2 separate regions of the Cyprinus carpio genome follow, and region 1 is linked to region 2. Evidence: chromatin contacts called from public Hi-C data. All regions are on one chromosome and are shown on one strand. Each heading gives the region's core, a stretch centred on a gene start, on an enhancer-like site or on the middle of the called end of the contact. The rest is flanking DNA. Distances are from core to core; before and after follow the strand shown. Region 1 overlaps ahr2 (aryl hydrocarbon receptor 2). Region 2 overlaps ahr2 (aryl hydrocarbon receptor 2).

Region 1 (4,929 bases), core at 1,215-3,714, 190 kb after region 2:
TTACAAACCTGGTTTGGGGTTAGAAGTTAACTAGCTGGGCTGAGGTTTTAAGGTGAGGTTTGGGAGAAGGCTTCTGGTTTGGGGTTGCTGGTTAATCTCAGTTTCTTTTTCCTCATCAATTTGTACAGAATGACAGAAGTAAATAAGCTGTTAGCTCTGATGTTCTTGACTTGGCACAGGTACTTCAACAGGTCTAGGGTGTTGATTGAGTCAAGACAGCTTTGTAAAAAATGAACCATCCGCTGCAACACAAAGAATGCTAGATAAGAACGATGGTTTCATCTACAACCGTGCCTTCGGTTATGAGGAAGATGAACGTTTGAGTGGCAGCTGTTGTCACTGTCTTGACACCAGGGCTTCAACACATAATCAGAATAGCAGGTACTTTTGGGGCCTGCAAATACAAGTTTGTTTTGTCAGTCAAATCTGTGAGAATATTTCTTAGTCGTGACATTTGCCAAGTATGGTAACCCATACTCGGAATTGGTGCTCTGCATTTATTCCTTCCAAGTGCACACACACAGCAGTGAGAAGTGAACACACCGTGAACACACACCCGGAGCAGTGGGCAGCTATATCCAGCGCCCGGGGAGGAACTGGGGGTTCAGTGCCTTGCTCAAGGGCACTTCAGCCATGGATATTGAGGGAGGAAGAGAGTGCTGTTCATTCACTCCCCACCCTCCTACAACTCCTGCCAGCACAGAGACTCGAACCTGCGACCTTCTGGTTCCAAGTCCAATTCGCTAACCATTAGGCCACAGCTGCCCCCCCCCCCCTTTTTTGCTTTTCTTAATTATTTATTTAAGCACGTTTTAACAATAGCTTCATTGACAAATAAGAATAAACTGCTGGGTTGGACTGGGGTCAGACGTTTTCCTGGTATAGTCTTGAGTTTATACTCCTATATCTGGTTGCTCAAGGTCTTTGAGCAATGCTTTGGAAATCATTTACAACATCTTAGCATCGTGGCAGCCGAATTTTGCAGGGCAGGGTTATGGTTAGTTGAAGAAAATGTAATGTTGAACTCAAATGTTGTACACACCCTTCCACTGTTTATTTACAACCTACTTGAATTCATCATAACACCAAAGAGCGGGAAATGATCAGATTACTAAATCTATCCTAGAGAGGCTCTCTGAGTCAGTCAGTGAGTCAGTAACATGGCTCGAGGTTTCAGAAAGGCTACACTGTCTGCCCACGAGTCAAAACCCGTAGGTGGCAGAAAAATCACAGTGCAAAAGACTTTCCATTACTCTCTAGCCTCAAATGTAAAGGGTCAAATTCACTGAACAGTTGTGCAAATTTATAACAGAGTTGTGCCATTAATAGAAACATCTTTCTATGCAAGTCAGGTTGTAATGATAATCTAATCTAACGTAAAGACACATGATGATAAGACTATTTAAAAAATACTTTTATTTAAAAAAATTATTTAAAAGTCTACTACTATCAAGCACCCTCAATTTATAATTGTTTTTACATAAAAACAGTCAATGGTGTCTTCGTTTAACAAAATATGTGTGTGTGTGTGTAATCCTAAGAAAAGGGAAGTTTTGACAGTCCTGCTGTGAGAGTGAAGACAGAAAGAGGACAATGCCAAGATAACACTGTAGTTGGACAAACACGTACATGCTTCCAACAAATCACACACACACTCAGCTTGTCTTCAGTCGCTCATACAAGCACTTGTGTACACAAACACACACACCTTTCCCCGCCTACTCGGTCTCTTTGTCTCTGATGAGAAGGTTCACCTAGCTTCTTGCTTACAAAAAGTCCACAATCGCTCCTTCCACGGGCCCCCTAGATAAACACAGGACGCATACACACTCATATGAACGGCAGCTCCATGCTGACAGACGGGGCTGGCTTAACCCACTCTCCCTCCCACCCTTTGGGGGGAACAATCCAAGCCCGACACACACACACACACACACACACACACACACACACACACACACACACACACACACACACACACACACACACACACACAGTCCGCCAGACCTTGAGCAGCCCCCTCTCACTGACAGATCTGCAACAGTGCTCTCACGCAAGCCCTGCCTCCCCTGAGACACTTCACTGCCAACAGAAAACACACACATACACACCGAACGTCCTGAGAGCGCTCGCATACACACACATACACTTGAAAATTTCCTGCCCGCATATACAACTCACAAGTCTCAGGAACAGACATGCACATGCAGGGATAAATGTGCACCTGAAAACACACATTTTACCACAAAAACATAAGAGATACGCTATCTTCGCGTAAACTTCAAGGAAAAATGTGCACATACGAGCTTCGTCCTTAATGCACCTCCGTAAACAGGAAGTACAGTCTATCTCTTCCTGTGCAGTACAGACGAAAATGTGAAATGGTGAAAACGATGTGGTAGAAAGAAGCGGAAGAGAGCTCGAGAGGAAGAGTATAGTGCACCGGGGCGTCCAATGACCTCTCGGGTCCGAGCAGACGGGAAATGGTGTCGAGCTCCAAAGAAAACTGCTCTCACCCACAGGACTTTCTTTATCTGTCTTGACTTACAATGCTGATATTGTTCTAGCTCTCATGTTTTTCCCCTTTCTTCTTTCTCGTTAACACCCCTCACACTGGGAGTCTCTTTGTTTTGGTTTAGGTTTTAGTGTCATTCAACCCTGTTGTCTTTCATTGTTGTTTGTCCCAATGGCGTAAAGGAATGAACAGATATCAGCCATGGCTCCTGGCATAACAATGTCTAAGACTTTCAAGACTTTCCAAATCTTTACAAGCTTTTTACCCGTTCTGTCTCAACACTTTGCTTTGCTCGCAGGGTCCGTTTTGTCTGTTGGGAACTATGTAATTAAAAACTAAAACGGACACCTAAAAGTCTTGGTGATTTGCTACATGTAATGTTGGAGGGAGCAGGTAGGTATGGGGTGGTAATGTGAGAACAGTAAAATCTTCTTGACAGTATTCCAAAATGCTTGTCACCTCAGATAAACAGACATTAAAATCTCCTTGTCAACTTGTTCTGTAAACTTTCATTCAGAACTGCAGGGATGGGGTGTTGACACCTCTGCTAATTTTCCGCTCCCACGATGTCACTTCCTGATAAGCTAATGACAAGAGGTTGTAAACAAATAGATAAGCTACAGTAGGTGTGAAACGCAGATATATTATGACAAGAGTCAATAACTCTTATGTTTTGCCATGTAAACAATGAGCTTTTATGGTTTATGCAAAATCGATTACAGTTTGCAGACACAGTTTATTGGTTAAGAGCTATACGATTTCAACGGCGCCATTGATGTCTGGCATATTGTTTGTCATAAGTTTTTACGGTGTGTAAAATCGATGATGGTTATGGATATAGAGCAAACACAGAGCAGGGTTCTTTTTAGGCCTTGTTGTTCCTACAAAGTTTTTTGCTCTTGTTAAATGAACAATCACTTCCTGATAAACAAAGTATACATCGAAAAAAAAGTGCCTAATTTTAAAGTAGCTGAAGTGATGATACAAGGTCACCACATGCACTTAAAAGGACTAAGCTCAACCAGACTAATTTCTAGCTGCCTCAGATATGCCGTCATCGCAATTAAGTAACCTGTAAGTCGCTCAGGATAAAAGCAACTGATGTCGCCGAGTGATAAGCAAACAATAATTGCACTTTAACCGGCTAGTCCCTGTTGGAAAATCTAGTTTAAACTGAAAACATGCTAGCTGGTCCAAAATCAATGTGATGTCCTTGTTTGACCAGCCACCATGTGTTAAAAACCAGCTTAACTCTCCTTAGCTCATACGTCAATGGTCAAAGGTTGCTTGAATATGCTATAATGACCAGCTAAAAACCAGTTAGCATGTAAGAAATCAAGCTACCAGCTACACAATTCTTGCAAGGTAAAGATAATATTTGCTTCTCTGTTGTGTTGAAACCGTTTTGTTTCACATCCTTATTTCTGAGAGCTATGTTTAAAAAAAAATTGAAGGGAACTGGTGAACTTGGACATCTTGACCATATTTCAGGTCTGAGCCAAAGTGGTAGAGTATCAGGAAACATCTTTTTCCTCTTCAGAAACCCCAGATAATGCTGATCATCCCAATAAAAGACCTCCCTTTCCTTTCCGACTTTGTCTCTGTCTTCCATCCCGGTAGCTCTTTCTGTCCATTCAATGTGGCTTCAATGAGAAGAATCTGAGGTGGATGAGGTGAGTTTTGTGTGCATGTTTGAAAAAAGGAACAAGGAAAAGACGACATCTTTGTGATGGAGGGATCACAGACAGATGAGTGGAAAGGTACCATGCAGGTGAGAAAAGGAAGAAAAGTTGTGGATTGATGACTGCAGATGCATCTGACAAACATTTCCCTTCAGGCAGTGTGAGGAGAACAGATACTCAACCAACCACTGTGTTGCAACAATTCTGCTATACTGTATACCTCAGAGCTAGTTGCTAAGTTTGCTAAGCAAATGAAGACTGCTCAAAGTTTTTAAAGACTTTCTTCTGCTCTCTCTCCTTCTATTTCTGAACAAAGAGTACTTCCTGTGTACACAGAGGAAATTAAGCAACACGTTTAACAGGTTTCCCCTGGTTAGGATGCCAAATGATCAAACCGTGTACGTTCCAACACATGTGTAAGCACATCAAAGTTCAGGATTAAGAATGGAAAAAGCTGTCAGGCTAACCGCCTCAGGCCATCACGGCACATCATAAATTCCCCCAACTTTCAAGAAATTTACCATATGATCATGTGATGTACTGACAAACTTTTGAGGTTGAATACATCAGCCTTATGCAAATAGACTATGGATTTATCACTGCCACACTAACTGTGGAAATTTACTATAATAACACTGACTAGTATATGGCGTTTTTCAGGAATAATACTACACAGATACTGCAGCCCTTACAAAAAAAATGTAATGTGGCGGTAATATGGAACAGTGATGG
Region 2 (4,693 bases), core at 77-2,576:
TAAAACACGCCAAAATGTTAAAAAAAGTGATAATACACTTTGTGTATATATTTTTTCAAAATTCTTGTCTGTGATGATTTAAATATCTACGATATAGGAAATAACTTAATTTTTGCAAATTAAGTTTCTTTATTTTTAATTATAATGTAAGTTAGTAAGTGTAATGTTAATAATGCAATCAAATAAAAACACATTTATTAAATACTGGTTTTAAGTAAATAAACAAAAACCAAATAGTATTCATTAAACATTGGTATAATTAAATAATGCTTAATAAATTAAAAAGCAATATCCATTAAATCGTTATTTATTCATGCCAATGTTCAATACATTGCTGGTTAATCTGAATGTATTTATTTATTTTAAAACATTAATAATGCACTGCATATAATAATAATTTTAAAACCAATAATTCACTGCATACTGGTTGTAAGTGTATGTTTGTTAGTGTAATTGTATTCAATGTATTTTATTTTATGTTAATATTTTAATATTGATAGTGTAGTTAAGGAAATTTTGGTATTTACATTTTTAGATTTACATATATCTCCCAACTAATACAACAGATAATAGAATTATAAGTACTATATAAAAATACATAATATAATACATATTTTATTTTTATATAATACATAAAATAATATTTTGTCTATATGCCCAAAAAAATAAAATATATTATGCTACTTTAAATTGCCCCACTATTCAGCAGTACTTGAAAAGTACTTCATTTTTGTAAAAAAAATATACTACACATATAAGGTGTAGTACTTTGTATATATATCCAAAAATTGTAAACTGTAATAACGTTTTTGAATTATGTTCAAAAATACATTTCAATACATAGCACTTTGTCTTTATACCCCAAAAAAACAAAAATATATGACACTTGTAAGTGTTAATTACATTACGCCAATATGAATTTCACCACTAAACAGAATTTAACATTTTAAAAACTATTATAACACATAATATTTCATCTATGTTCCCAAAAAACAAAGTAACATAAAAGTTGATTCTAAAACTATAACTATAAAACTATATAAAGTTAACTATAAAAATTTACAAAAAAATAAATAAAAATACACTATTTTCTCTATAACTGATCACGCCAACATCCTTGACTATTGTGTCAGCTTCTCCTTTGTATTTCCTTTGTTGTTTTGTCTTTGTTTACAGTATCAAAAGCTGCAGTAAACAGAGTGACTGTGTGCATCTGCCGCGTGTCTAATGATTCAGTAGCATCTGTTTGTCTGGGGAGTGATAACTGCCACTGGCGCGTTCACATGTCTGAAGCAGCGTGTGGCCTAGCACACGTGCGCGCACATGCAAGAGGAGTTACGCTGAAATTACAGTGTGCACTCCAACCTGAAAGTAAAATGCAGCTCTATGACAGTCTACCATGGTAAACTACAGAATGGCGTGTGAACTACTCACACGTCGTCAAAACAAGGCCGACCCCTCCCTCGACTCAACTATCTGCATTCCTGGCCTGGTGCAAAGGTGTGTGCACTTCCACAAATCATTATGAAACACTACATGTAGTGGGTGTAACAATGTTTACATAAAAGAGACAATCCGCGAGGAAAAATCAGGGTTTGATGCTCTAGTGAAAGTGAATGGCAATTTCAAGCTCTACTACATGTCGGTTTTCTATGTTCCACAAAGCCAATCGGACTCCACATGTATGCTATTTTGGAATATCATTACATTGCGGACACAGGACGCTGGCCCTTTAAGAAATCTTTTTTTTCTCTCGGTCTGTGAGATCTCGTAAAGCTTCATGCAGTTTTGCACTCTGCAGCTCAGACATTCAAATGTTTGCTGCTTTTAATAAGCACGGCCATGTAAATGTGCGTCTGAGAGGGTGAGAGAGAAACAGAAAGAAAAAAAAGAGATACATAAATCTTAAAGTGCCGCTACACTCACTAGTATACTTTGAGTATACACAAATAATCTTAAGCCCCCCTTTGCTCTCTTATACTTGCATCTGTGCACAGCTGTCCTTCATTACAAGCAATTGGGTGGATATTTAAAAGGGTCCTTTTAAAGGGTAAGATAATGAGTCAGAACCAGAACAAGCACCACAATGCACCTGTTCAGCATAAAAAGAGGCACAAATGGGATGAAAGTAAAAAAAGTACTTATAGCTTAAGTGCATTGTGCTTTTTAAACTCTAATATATAAGAAAACACAAATAATTACTGTATATTCAACAGCTTAAGTGCATTGTGCTTTTTAAACTCTCTTTGCACACAAAAAGTATTCTCGTAGCTTCATAAGATTACGGTTGAACCACTGATGTCACATGGACTATTTTAACGATGTCCTTACTACCGTACCTTTCTGGGCCTTAAACGTGTCAGTTGCGTTGGTGTCTATGCAGGGTCAGAAAGCTCTCGGATTTCATCAAAAATATCTTAATTTGCGTTCCGAAGATGAACAAAGATCTTACAGGTTTGTGTAGTAATTAATGAAGGTTTTTTTATTTTTTGGTGAACAGTTTTTTTATTTTTTAGGTGGAATGTTTGTTTAAGTTTATGATGAGGATGATTTAATTTGCGTTATGATCAGCATGCACTCCCCAGCTCATTGCAGTTTAGTGTGCACTACTTGGATAAATATTGTTTAGTGTGCACTATATAGTGATGGAGGAGTTTTACGACTATTGTACGGTATCACTGAAGTAAACAGTTTTCTTACCTGTAGCCATTTCAGGTAACGTCACATAACAGGACATAGAAAAGAAACAGAAAACAAAATTTGTTTAGTTTTTAGTGTAAAATTGATGGATGGTTTAGTTTTTTGTACAGTACAACAGACATCTAAGGTGAATTAGCCTAATAAATGTAAAAAATAAACACTTTATTGCATTTTTAGGTTTTAGCGATTTTTTTTTTTCAGGTTTTTTTTTTTTTACATTCATGATTTGATGGTAAGCTGAGAATGGAAAACACTTATATGCTGTAAAACAAAACAAAATGGCACATCTGGACGCTACAGATTACACAGCCATTGCCATTCACAGAGAGAGAGAGAGCAAGACCGGCAGAAATTAAAACATGCCAGCTATGCAGAGGGAATATTATCTTAATCTGAAAACATTTAGTTCCAGTAGATGTTGCCTTCAGATTTCCCCTCTCACGCAGGGGCTTTGGGAAGTCCTGTGTGCAGCGTCACTCCAATTACCACAGCCAATGGCTTGAGAGGACTCGCATAAATGTATTCGTATGCATATTTTCACCCTCCCTCCATCCCTAAGCTTTTAATGAGAGAACAAGAAAGAAAGAGAGAGATCTTCGGCATGACTCTTAAAGAAACAACCTAAACCCTGCTACCCACCCTAGCCTGGCTGATCGCTATCTAGCAGCGCCATTGTGTCTGCACCGTGCTTGTTTTGCTTTGCATTTTGCGTACAGAGGTGGGCGCTGCAAGAACAGGGTCTCTTTAGAGGCAACTGTGAAGTAAACTCAGAATGTTTTCTTATATATTGTTGTTTAATTTTTTATTATTTATTGTTGTTTCATGTTTGCGTATATGTCTGTAAACTACAAGCAAGGCCTGTTTGAGATACAGGGCAGGGCTCTACACTTTATTTCTGGCCAAGAGAACGTGACACATATTTCACTGAGTGGCTGTCTGCTTTCGTTTAGGCAACAAGAATTGCAGCTTCAGGAGCGTGGCCTATATTTGATTGTATATTTCGGCCTGCTGTTTATATCTGTCCAACAGCTGGTCATTTATTGTTTCACAAGCTGCTTCAGCTGTTGCCTGAACCATAGAGGGCGAATAAAGAGAAAAAAGATAGAGATAATTAAAAAGCCGTAGGTATTAAAAAGAGTCCGAAAGGGTTTGTGGTCCACAGGCAGCTCTCTCCTGCTTCAAGTCTTTTAAGCTCACCATGATTCTTTGCCTTTCTTCGTGCACAGCTCAGGGTATCCTGTTTACATACCTCAGGCCTGCACATGAAAGCGGGCGGCTGCAGCAACCCCCGACCAGACATGTTGGAAAACTGCTCGCACAGGCCTGCCATGCCCTCAGACATTTGTTGTGACATAAGACCAAAAACAGCACATTGATGGTTTGTTTGTCTGGGTTGCACTAAGGGGTTGGGAAGGGGGTGAATGGCAGGCACACACACACCTGATTTAGAGAATAAGGGCGAAATTGCATTAGTGTTGCTGGATAAACAGGAAAGAGGGGAATACTGTTGCTACAAGTGGTTATGGCGCGTATAGGAATGGGAACCGTAAGGAATTTAATGCTTATGGTTTCCATTCTACTTGCCGAAAAACTACAGTAGTGCGGCACACCTGCCACTTGGAAGGGAAGAATGGAATGCGGGTCTAACATTCAATTGAGGCGCATGGGTGCATGTAGGAATGAAAATTGAATTGAATTTAACGCTTCTGATTTCGATCGTACTTTACAAAAACAGCATCTGTGTGGTAAAGTTGGCATTGCAATAAAAGGGAAGGGGAATTATTGTTATATGTGGCTCAAGTGCATGGGCGCATGCAGAAACCACTTTATTTCCCTTTCTTTGCAATGAGAACCGTAAGGAATTCAGTCTTTGTGATTCTAGTTTACAAAAGATGCATTAATGTGTCTTACCACCTGCCATTGGGAGGGCGGTTCCTACATGCGATAATGGTGCCTTGGCGCAATTTAATGCTTAAGGTTGCACTTCTACCTG

What was found. Hi-C and Micro-C count contacts between places; a contact is called where the count stands out from the background.
Region 1: a contact with region 2 is called in a Hi-C map of liver, with 6 times the contacts expected there. The contact joins two enhancer-like sites. A contact is called at or near these places in 4 of 8 Hi-C or Micro-C datasets (liver, red blood cells and skeletal muscle).

The regions. Positions count from the first base shown.
Region 1 is chrB22:20,168,892-20,173,820 of ASM1834038v1, forward strand. The region is part of intron 2 of ahr2 (aryl hydrocarbon receptor 2); the gene reads right to left. The region is part of intron 1 of LOC109082837 (glutamic acid-rich protein-like); the gene reads right to left. Among protein-coding and RNA genes, the nearest start is that of ahr2, 13 kb to the right of the region's middle. Within about 2 kb of position 2,465, at least 4 of the 8 cell types and tissues checked have an H3K27ac peak or open chromatin away from gene starts, as enhancers often do. A contact at or near this core is called in liver, where this site is marked.
Region 2 is chrB22:19,984,470-19,989,162 of ASM1834038v1, forward strand. All of the region lies in intron 2 of ahr2 (aryl hydrocarbon receptor 2), which reads right to left. The region is part of intron 1 of LOC109082837 (glutamic acid-rich protein-like); the gene reads right to left. Among protein-coding and RNA genes, the nearest start is that of LOC109046910, 52 kb to the right of the region's middle. Within about 2 kb of position 1,327, at least 2 of the 8 cell types and tissues checked have an H3K27ac peak or open chromatin away from gene starts, as enhancers often do. A contact at or near this core is called in liver, where this site is marked.